2 separate regions of the Ovis aries genome follow, and region 2 is linked to region 1. The links are chromatin contacts, called in public Hi-C maps. All regions are on one chromosome and are shown on one strand. The core of a region is the stretch at or near the end of the contact, and the rest is flanking DNA. Distances in the headings are between cores, read along the strand shown.

Region 1 (4,966 bases), core at 2,248-4,747:
AAACACAGAATATCAAAGCCAGAAGGAAGGTTAGCCATAATCTCATCCAAACTCCTTTCCATTAAATAGATGGGGAAACAGACCCTGCAGAGAAGAAACGAATTGCTCAAGGTCACAAGGGAAGGATGGAGTGTCCCAGGCTCCTGACTGCCCTCTGGTGCTCATACCATCATCTGTGTTGCCTCCCTGACCCATGACCCCTGCCCCACCCAGAGGATCTGAGAGCCACAAAGCTCCAGTCACAGAATGCCTCAAGATACATTTGGTTTCATGGAACAGAAAGCTTAACTCAAAATGCTTTAAAGAGTGGTTCTCAAAGTGTGGTCCTCAGACCAGCTGCCATCAGCATCACTGGGAACTTGTTAGAAATGCAAAGGTTTGGCTTTGCCCACTGAATCAGAAATGCTAGGGGTGGGGTCCAGCCATCTATGATCTAACTGCGATGTTAGTGCTGCTCAAGTGTGAGAACCTAAAGCAGTAAAAATGTTTGTTAACTCAAAGCTGGACACCCAGGGCTGGTTACTTCCGTAGCTTGATGCCCATCACTGCACGGGCCTGTCTTCAGATTTGGCCCCTCCCGGTTGCTTGGTGGCTGCCTCCACTGACAGCTTCATAACGAAAACATCAGGAAGAGCAGAGACCATATTCTCTGGACACACACCCTCCCCGCTTTATTTTTTGCCATGCCATAGGGCTTATGGGATCTCAGTTCCCCAAACAGTGATTGAACTCCAGCCACAGGAATGAAAACTCAGAGTCCTAACCACTACACCACCAGGACACTCCCTGGACATCTGTTTTAATTAATAAGAAAACCTATCCTTACCCCTCCACACATACACACACACACACACACACACACACACACACACACACGCACACACACACTTGCCCCTGCCAGACGTTCTCTCACATCTCATGGGCCAGAAGTGCAGCACGCTCTTCTCACACCGTCACTGATCAAGAAAACAGAACTCTTATGATTGGTTAGGGGTAATCGCCAGCTACAGAAAAGAAATATAATAAAAAGCACAGATTCTCTGGCTCCTCCACCCTCCAAATCCTGGCTCTGCCGTTTACTCATTTTATGACCTTGGTCAAGTTACTTAACCTGTTTCTCAGTTTCCTCATCTGCAAAATGGGTATAACAATAACCCCATCTCATAGAATTCTTAGGAAGACTAAGTGAATTCATAATTTAAAAAGCACATAAGACAATTGGCTATACAAGAGTTTGTTAAATAAATGTACAGATAGTTCTTTATTCTGATTTTTACTTATCATATTTTTAAATAACTATTAAGGCTTAAGAATCATTCAGTAATAGTACAGATGGGACTTATTCATTCTCTTTTTTGTTTGTTTGTTGGCAGGCTATTTCATTATATGCGCGTGCATATAAGGTTATTTTAATTTCATTGCTGTTACAAATAGAGCTGCAATAGATGACTTTGTGAATATGTTGTTTTATGTATGGGTGAGGATACACACTGGACAACATCCTAGGAATAAAATTGCTGGGTTGAAGGATTACTGTATTTGTAATTTTGATGGATCCTGTGACATGACCCTCCTCAGCAGTTATGCCAGTTTACTCTCCCAGCAGCAGCATATGAGGGGCTCCTTCCACCCGGTCTCGCTGCCACAGTTAGCACCTCTCAAGTCCTCCCCCTCTTCACAGCAATCCACATGGCTTGCTGCTCTCACTTGCCCAGAAGAGGTGAGCTGACTCGCCTGCAGGTGCTCAGTGAGCGCGGATGAGAGTGAGATGAGGACCGGTGCAGCCCTTCACGGTTTCCAGAGCACTTCCCTCCTGTGGCAGGTGGTCCCTTGGTGCCAACTCCCAGTGTGACTTCACGCCCAGCAGCCAGCACCATGTCTTTCAGAGGACAGCCCTTAGCCAGCACTTATGGAGAGGGAAGTGCCTGGAGAAGTACGTCCTCCGCCGAGGAACTTACTTCCTCCGATCACTGATGAGTACAGGAGAATAAATACTCCAGCTCCCTTGCTCTCCAAATGCACCAGCTCTGAGATGCCACCAGTAGTATCTCCAGATCTTTGTTGCAGGATCGATCCAAAGTGGACTTTGAGATAACATGCCCTTGTTTGGCTGCTGTCCATCCTCTCTCTTGACTTCCCATCCTCTTTCCTAGGAATGCTCCACGGTCATCATCCTATATCATATCACCTTCTTTTATATGGAGTCTTTACTGTCTCTGGAATCCTTGTCTCAGGGTCACCAGCCATAGTTTCCTTCATGCTTCCTTGTCATTGTACCCATTATACACAGGAGAGAACAGATTGGCGAAGGGACCAGCTGGAAGTTACAGAGCTACCAGGGTGTCCAGGCAGGGACGAGTGCCCAGGACTTCTAACTCCTCATCCACATTCCTTCAAAGGAAGGAGGGAAACTCCAGCCCCAGGTGAGAAATGAAATTTGTCCCTTCCTCTTTTCTTACCTCCCGAGAACAGTGGATCTTCTACAAACACCTGACTGTGTGTGGCTCTCCCCACATGGCGTGTCTGGGTCTCTGAGCTCTGCCTCATCTTGTCTCCCACATGATTCTGCTGCCTGATACTAAAATCAGCTCACCATTTCAGGTCGGTCACATCCTGAATGCTGAGTTTGACTATAATTGCAGCAGGCAGACCATAATACATTTATTTAACATACCTTGAATTAGGACCTCTTGCATATATTTGCATGCTATTTGCATCTATTTGATTGGATTGGAAAAAAATCAACAGATGTAGCTCTTGAGTCAGGTAAGCTGGAAAGGGGCTGCGCCTGGAGCTGCACTAATCAGGGGCTGAGCAGACCCTCACCTCTGCTCTCCCCACAAGGCTACCTTGGCAGGAGCTGGAACTCTATCCTGAGTCTCTTCTCGTCCCAGGACTCACCATGCCTAAGACCAGGGTGATGCCCTTCTGAGCTCAAATCCCCATCCTACACGTCACTCCAGACCATGCTTCATGAAGGCCAACATCACCTCCATCTTGTCGCTGCTGATTCCCACAGACTGTTGGATGAATGCATGAAGGAACAAATGGACACACGTGGTCCGGTCTGTTCTTTAGATCCTGTCCCTTCCTTGCTTGAAATCTTGTGGGGGCTTCATATGAACACAGGATGAAACCCAGTGTTTCATTCTGGCATTCAAAGCCTTTCACAACTGATTCCAAGCGTATGAAGTATAAACACTGCTTACATCCTTACTATGCGAGGCCTGTGACAATGATCCTGGAACTGGGCTTGGAGAGGAGAAGAGGTGAGCTGCCTTGTCTTTTTCCCACTTCTCTCCTCCTTCCTTCTGCACAGCTGGTTAGAACATCTTAAGGTTCAGGCCCAGGGTCAAAAGCCTGGGTAGAGAGGGAAAGTCCAGAATGATAGCGAGATCTCATCTGGAAGAAGGCTGGCAGGAGTCCCAGGGATCTGCATGTGAGCCTCTAGTGGGCGCCGTGAACCTGGCTCCACTTCCCAGATTGGGCCAGGAGGGGGCGGCAGTGTCCCTGGTTACAGGTACAAAAACCACCCCTAGCTTCTGAGTATGATGCAGCTGGGAACATCTGAATATGTGAGCCAGGCGTGGATGAGTGCATGTGTTTGCAAGCGTGGAAGATGGTCCAAGCATGTGACTGAGTGCCCTGACTGAGAATATGTTTCATGAGTGCATTTATTCATTCAACTCTGTCGCTCATGTGTCCACTCCTCCCCAAGCCCTGCTCAGATGTCTAGGACACAGCAGTGAGCACAATGAATGTGGTCCCTGCCCTTATGAAGCCAGAGCTGGGCAGAGAGGAGACAAGGAAAGAAGCAGGCCAACAAATCAATGATGTCACAGGGTGGGAAAGATAACCTCAGGCCAAGTGGGCATAGAGCACCTCTCCAAGGAAGTGACATTGGAGCTGAAACTAGAAGGACCAGAAGGAATCAGCCAAGCAAAGAAGTGGGAGATCGTCCCTGGCAGGAGGAGTGAAGAGGGCAAAGGGTTGACAGTGTCTGTAGAAATCTGAGCTTGAAGAGGTTGAACTTTATTCTAAGGAAAGGCCTCGGACTTTTTAAACTGGGGGTGATGTGATGTTGATTTACAGTTTTAAAAACTCTCTGATTCTTGAGTAGAAAATGGTTGAAAACTGGACAGGTAGACAGTGAGGAACCTCCTGCAAGGATCCAGGCATGAGCGGACAGGGGCTGCACCCTCGTGTGACTGTGGAGCTGGGGGGTCTAACGTGGATCCCACATTGTGGAGGCCACCTGACGGTGGGCGAGAAGAGAAAGCAAGGGCATCCCTGGGCTCTGGGCCTGAACGGCTGGGCTTCTAAGTGGGAGCAGCTGTGCCAGGGGCTGCTTTGCATTTTGCACGCGTGCATGCTTAGTCACTCAGCTGTGTCCAACCCTTTGCAACCCCATGGACTGTGGCCACCAGACTCCTCAGTCCACAAAATTCTCCAGGCAAGAATACTGGAGTAGGTTTCTATTTCCTTCTCCAGGGACTCTTCTGACCTAGGGATCAAACCCGCATCTCCTGCATAGCAGGCACTGAGCTATCGGGGAAGCCCACTTTGTATTTTAAAGGCCTGTTTCTGCCTGCAGCCTCTGTGTCTGGCTCCCTGGCCTGTCTGACCAGCTCAGACCCCCTGGGGCCAGTCCCTCCTGCCTCCTCTGCTCCACCCATCCCTGCCCTCCAGGCTTACCCAGGCTCCGGGACACAGCATTCCACTTGGATCCTGTGTGGAGGGACCTGCCAGCTCCAGGCAGATCCCTCCCCTCCTTGCTATGCTTTATTACCCACACACTCCATCCACTGGGGGCAGGTCGGGGTGGGGCGTCAGCTCAGAATAGGCTTTGGAAACAGAGAGAGTCTCCCAGGAGTCTTGCTCCAAGGCCCCATGGAGAGCCACTCACCTAGTCTCAGCCCACCCCCAGGAGTGAAGACACCTTTTCCGGGACTGGAGCCCAGCCTCC
Region 2 (4,310 bases), core at 755-3,254, 66 kb after region 1:
TTTGGAACCAGACAAGGAGTGGGTGTGGGTGGGTCCGGCTGAGTTTTTTCCTTTCTGTTTGCTTTGGGAGGGAAAGAGAAGGGCCCAAGCCTGTGAGGGGGCTCGGGAGTTCTTCCACTAACTCTGAGCCCAACCCCCTCCACTTCCAAATCCGACCTTCAAAGTGCTAGACGTTTCATACTAATGGCTCACTTAAGGAGCACTAGTATCACAATGGTTAGCACTTAATGAGCCCTTGTTATGAAAAAACCAGCTAACATTAGGGCTGGGAACTGATTCCGGATCTGGAGAGGGGAGGGCGGACTTTTTGCCTGGCGCAGAAAGGAGGGTGTGTCGGGTCCAGGGTTGACAGGACTGGGACCAGATTCTAGGGGTCCAGGGGTCAGTTCGGGTCTGGCCACCAGACTCTTGGGCCCAGGCCCGGCGTGGCCAGGGCGGCCCTCGGCGCTCCTACCTTTAAGCGAGGTCTCCACCAGGCGCAGGTAAAGCTGCGAGCTCTTGTTGCCGTGGCTCATGCGCTGGGCGAGCCCGTTGCGCTGCAGGACGCACTCTTCAAACTGCACGACATTCTGGTGGCGCCGCTTGAGGCTGGTCAGGGCCCAGAATTCGGCCAGCGCCAGCTCCACGTTCTCGGGGGCGTCGCAGCGGATCTTCTTGACCGCCACCCGGGCCCCGCTGCGCCCGGCCACTGCCTCGTACACCACGCCGTAGCTGCCGCGCCCGATCTCCGCCAACAGGCTGTAGCGCGGCCGCGCCGACCCGCCGCCGCCCTCCGGCCGCCGCCGCGCCAGGTAGGCCTCGCCTGGGGCCTGGGCCGCCACCGGATCCATGGCCTGGGCCGCCGCCGCCGGCCTCAGCTTCGCGCTGAGCGCCCGCGGCACTGGGCTTCGCCTTTTCCGCTCGGGGCTTTGTGTACCTCTGCGAGCGCCGTCCTCCTCCCCCGTTTCCATGGCTGCGGGCGGCGGGGGGAGCAGCAACGGCGCTGCCCGGGACCCCCCTGCCTCATCCCTCCGTCCGGCCCCGGGACGCGGAAGAGCGGGACCTTGGATTGTGACCTGCGGGCGAAAAAGTCGGTTAAACGACTAGGCCGAGGCGGGGAGGCCTGGAGCGTAAGCCTCAGGGCGTCCCACCTCCTCCTCCGGCCGTTGCGGCCCCTTTAAGACGGAAGCCACGGCTGCAGAGCGAACGGGGGAGGGGAGGGGAAAGCGGGAAAGACGAAACCACGGGGCACTGGCTTAGAGGGGGGAGCCGGAGAAAAGAGCAAAAAGTCCCCGCCTTTTCAGTTAATTTATCGTGTAGCAGTACGAAAAACAAGGACCCGCTGTTTCCATGACTGATGAAAACCGCCTTCAGAAGCAATTCAGACTGTAGAAATCTTTTTCCGCTGCTTGGCTCCCTCTGGGATGCCCCTCCCCGCGTCCCGCCCTGAGTTCTCCCGGGTGTAAACAGTCCATTGAATTAAGCCCGAGCAGAGCCCTGCGGACCGACCCAAGTCCCGCCGGACTGCGGGTGTAAGGGGTTGGCTTAAAAGTTCGGCGTCCCTGAGCGCGCCCAACCTGGGGCCCAACTGCCCTCACAGACGCCCGAGGCGGCAGCCGTAGTTCCAGCTTCGGTGCTAGCTTTTACGCCGCGGACAGCGCGCTTACCTGGCCGGCGCCCTTCCACTTCCGGGCAGCGCGTTTCCCTCCTAAGGCCCCCGGCTGGGGATGGTCCGCCCCGGGACGGGGCTGCCTCGGGTACGGAGCCGCGCGGGAGGCCGCGGCCCGAGTCGGGCGGGCGACGGCGCCTGCTACTGCACGAGTGACGGCAGCAGTGCTCTCGGGGGACAGCTGGGCGTCCGGGCTCCCGCGGCTCTCCACGTGTTCGCGCCAGCTGAGCCCTTTACGTAACCTTTTTATATAAGCCGCACGTCCGGCCCTCAGTCGGGCCAGCGGAGGCTCCTGGTGGCCCATCCCCCGGAAGGCCGGCTGAGTGCTGCGCCGCCGGCGTCTTGCCAGGGTCGGCCGACGAGCCGCAGCCCGGCGCACCCACGCGGGGCGGGGGCCCAATCACAGGCGAGAACACCCAACCAACAAAAAATAGGCGCCAAATTCCCGCGATTCGGCTATGGCCTCTAGTCTTCGCAGCCGCCTGTGCACCGCAACCTCCTCTCTTCGCCCGCGCTGCGAGAAGAGCTGCACGCAGTAGGCGCTAATAAATACTGATTGGTCGATTGGATTGGTCGGTTTAATTGATTCATAGGTCTTGCCTGGGAACCGCCCGGACTGGGTTGGACTCCATACCCTGTCTCCCTACTAAACCTGTTGATCTTGGGCAAACCATTGCCTCCACTTGGAGCCTCAGTTTTTTCTTCTGCAAAATGGGTAGACTGGCCCTTACCTCCCAGGATTGATAGTCCCAAATTAAATAAGTATATTTTATATAAAATGTTAATATGTAAATATTTAGATGTAAATAGAAAGTGGCTAATTGGGTGCAGGGCTGAGAGCGCTGAATGTAAGCTCCGTTTAGGCAGGAATTTTAAAATATCTTGTTCACTGCTGCTGCTGCTGCTACTGCTGCTAAGTCACTTCAGTCGTGTCCGACCCTGTGTGACCCCATAGACGGCAGCCCACCAGGCTCCCGCATCCCTAGAATTCTCCAGGCAAGAACACTGGAGTGGGCTGCCATTTCCTTCTCCAATGCATGAAAGTGAAAAGTCAAAGGGAAGTCGCTCAGTCGTGTCCCACTCTGTGCGACCCCATAGATGGCAGCCCACCAGGCTCCCCCGTCCCTGGGATTCTCCAGACCAGAACACTGGAGTGGGTATCAAATCATATGGGTGTCTGCAAATTAGTTAACACACTTTCTTGTGTCTCTCCTCCTTATCTGTAAAATGGGAAGAGCAGTATGTGAGAATTCACTGAGTTTAGAAGGTTAAAGCACTTAGGACAGGGCCTTCACACACATTAAATGTTAGATATTATTAAGTAAATTAATACGCAGAATCATTTTTACAATGTAAGTGTGATCGATGAAAAGAATGAGCTAAAGAGTGCCAGGGGGCTGGGGACAGGCCACTTTTGTTGGTATGATCACGAAAATAAATTTTGGGGGTAAAATTTCAAATTTATATATAAATTGCAAGCATGGTAAAGATTCTCACAACTTTTTTAACCAGGATAATAGTTTGCTATATTTTACTACATTTGCACTGTCGTATTCTCTTGTGTATTTGTGTATGTATTATATATAGACGTGGGTGTACTTTTCCCCCCACACCACTTTATGTTTCAGACATCGTGCCTCTTTAATCCCGAATACGTCTGTGTGTATTTCCTAAGAACATGAATATTGTCTTGCAAAACCTTGGTACAACTATCAAAATGAAGAATTTTGACAATAACACAATTTTTAATACATCTTCCATACTAAATGTAGCCACTTGTCCCAATAATGTAGCTATTCCCATGATCCAATCAGGATCACATATTTACATTTAGTTGTCATGCCTCTTTGGTGGTGGTGGTTTAGTTGCTAAGTCATATTAGACTGTTTGTAACCTGCATGGACTGTAGCCTGCTGGGCTCTTCTGACCATGGGGATTCTCCAGGCAAAAACTGGAGTGGGTTCGGATTTCCTCCTCCTGTGGATTTTCCCAACCCAGGGATCGAACCTGAGTCTCCTACATTGTTGGCAGATTACCACTGAGCCACCAGGGATTCCCCATGCCTCTTCAGTTTCTTCAGAAAAGCAGTTAATTACTCAGATTTTCTTTGTCTTTGTGACCTTAACGTTTTTGAAGAGTACTGGTGAGTTATTTTCTAGACGTCCTTTAAATTCAGATATGTCTGATCTTTTCTCATGATCAGAATCAGGTTATGCATTTTTGGTAGGAATGGCACCAAAAGAGGTCGAGTCCTCCGTGGACCACATTAGGAGGCACATGACATCGTTTTATCCCAGAACTGATGATGTCCACTTTGATCACTTGGTCAGGTGACGTCGTTTTATCCCAGTACTGGTGACGTCCACTTTGATCACTTGGTCAGGTGACGTCCTTTTATCCCAGTACTGGTGACGTCCACTTTGATCACTTGGTCAGGTGACGTCGTTTTATCCCAGTACTGGTGACGTCCACTTTGATCACTTGGTCAGGTGACGTCGTTTTATCCCAGTACTGGTGATGTCCACTTTGATCACTTGGTCAGGTGACGTCATTTTATCCCAGTACTGGTGATGTCCAGTTTGATCACTTGGTCAGGTGACGTCGTTTTATCCCAGTACTGGTGACGTCCACTTTGATCCGTTGGTGTCTGCCAAGGTCCTCC

What was found. Hi-C and Micro-C count contacts between places; a contact is called where the count stands out from the background.
Region 2: a contact with region 1 is called in a Hi-C map of hypothalamus, with 3 times the contacts expected there. The contact joins the promoter of STK35 here to the enhancer-like site in region 1. A contact is called at or near these places in 3 of 16 Hi-C or Micro-C datasets (hypothalamus, liver and tail adipose tissue).

Annotation. Positions count from the first base shown.
Region 1 is chr13:52,677,189-52,682,154 of ARS-UI_Ramb_v3.0, forward strand. No RefSeq gene overlaps it. Among named protein-coding and RNA genes, the nearest start is that of STK35, 67 kb to the right of the region's middle. Within about 2 kb of position 3,498, at least 9 of the 54 cell types and tissues checked have an H3K27ac peak or open chromatin away from gene starts, as enhancers often do. A contact at or near this core is called in hypothalamus, where this site is marked.
Region 2 is chr13:52,744,723-52,749,032 of ARS-UI_Ramb_v3.0, forward strand. STK35 (serine/threonine kinase 35) reads right to left here and starts at 2,005. Exons shown (of 4, transcript XM_042229825.2): 1 at 1,647-2,005; 2 at 455-1,055. The coding sequence starts at 1,952. LOC114117597 (a long non-coding RNA gene) reads left to right here and starts at 301. Exons shown (of 3, transcript XR_003591236.3): 1 at 301-791.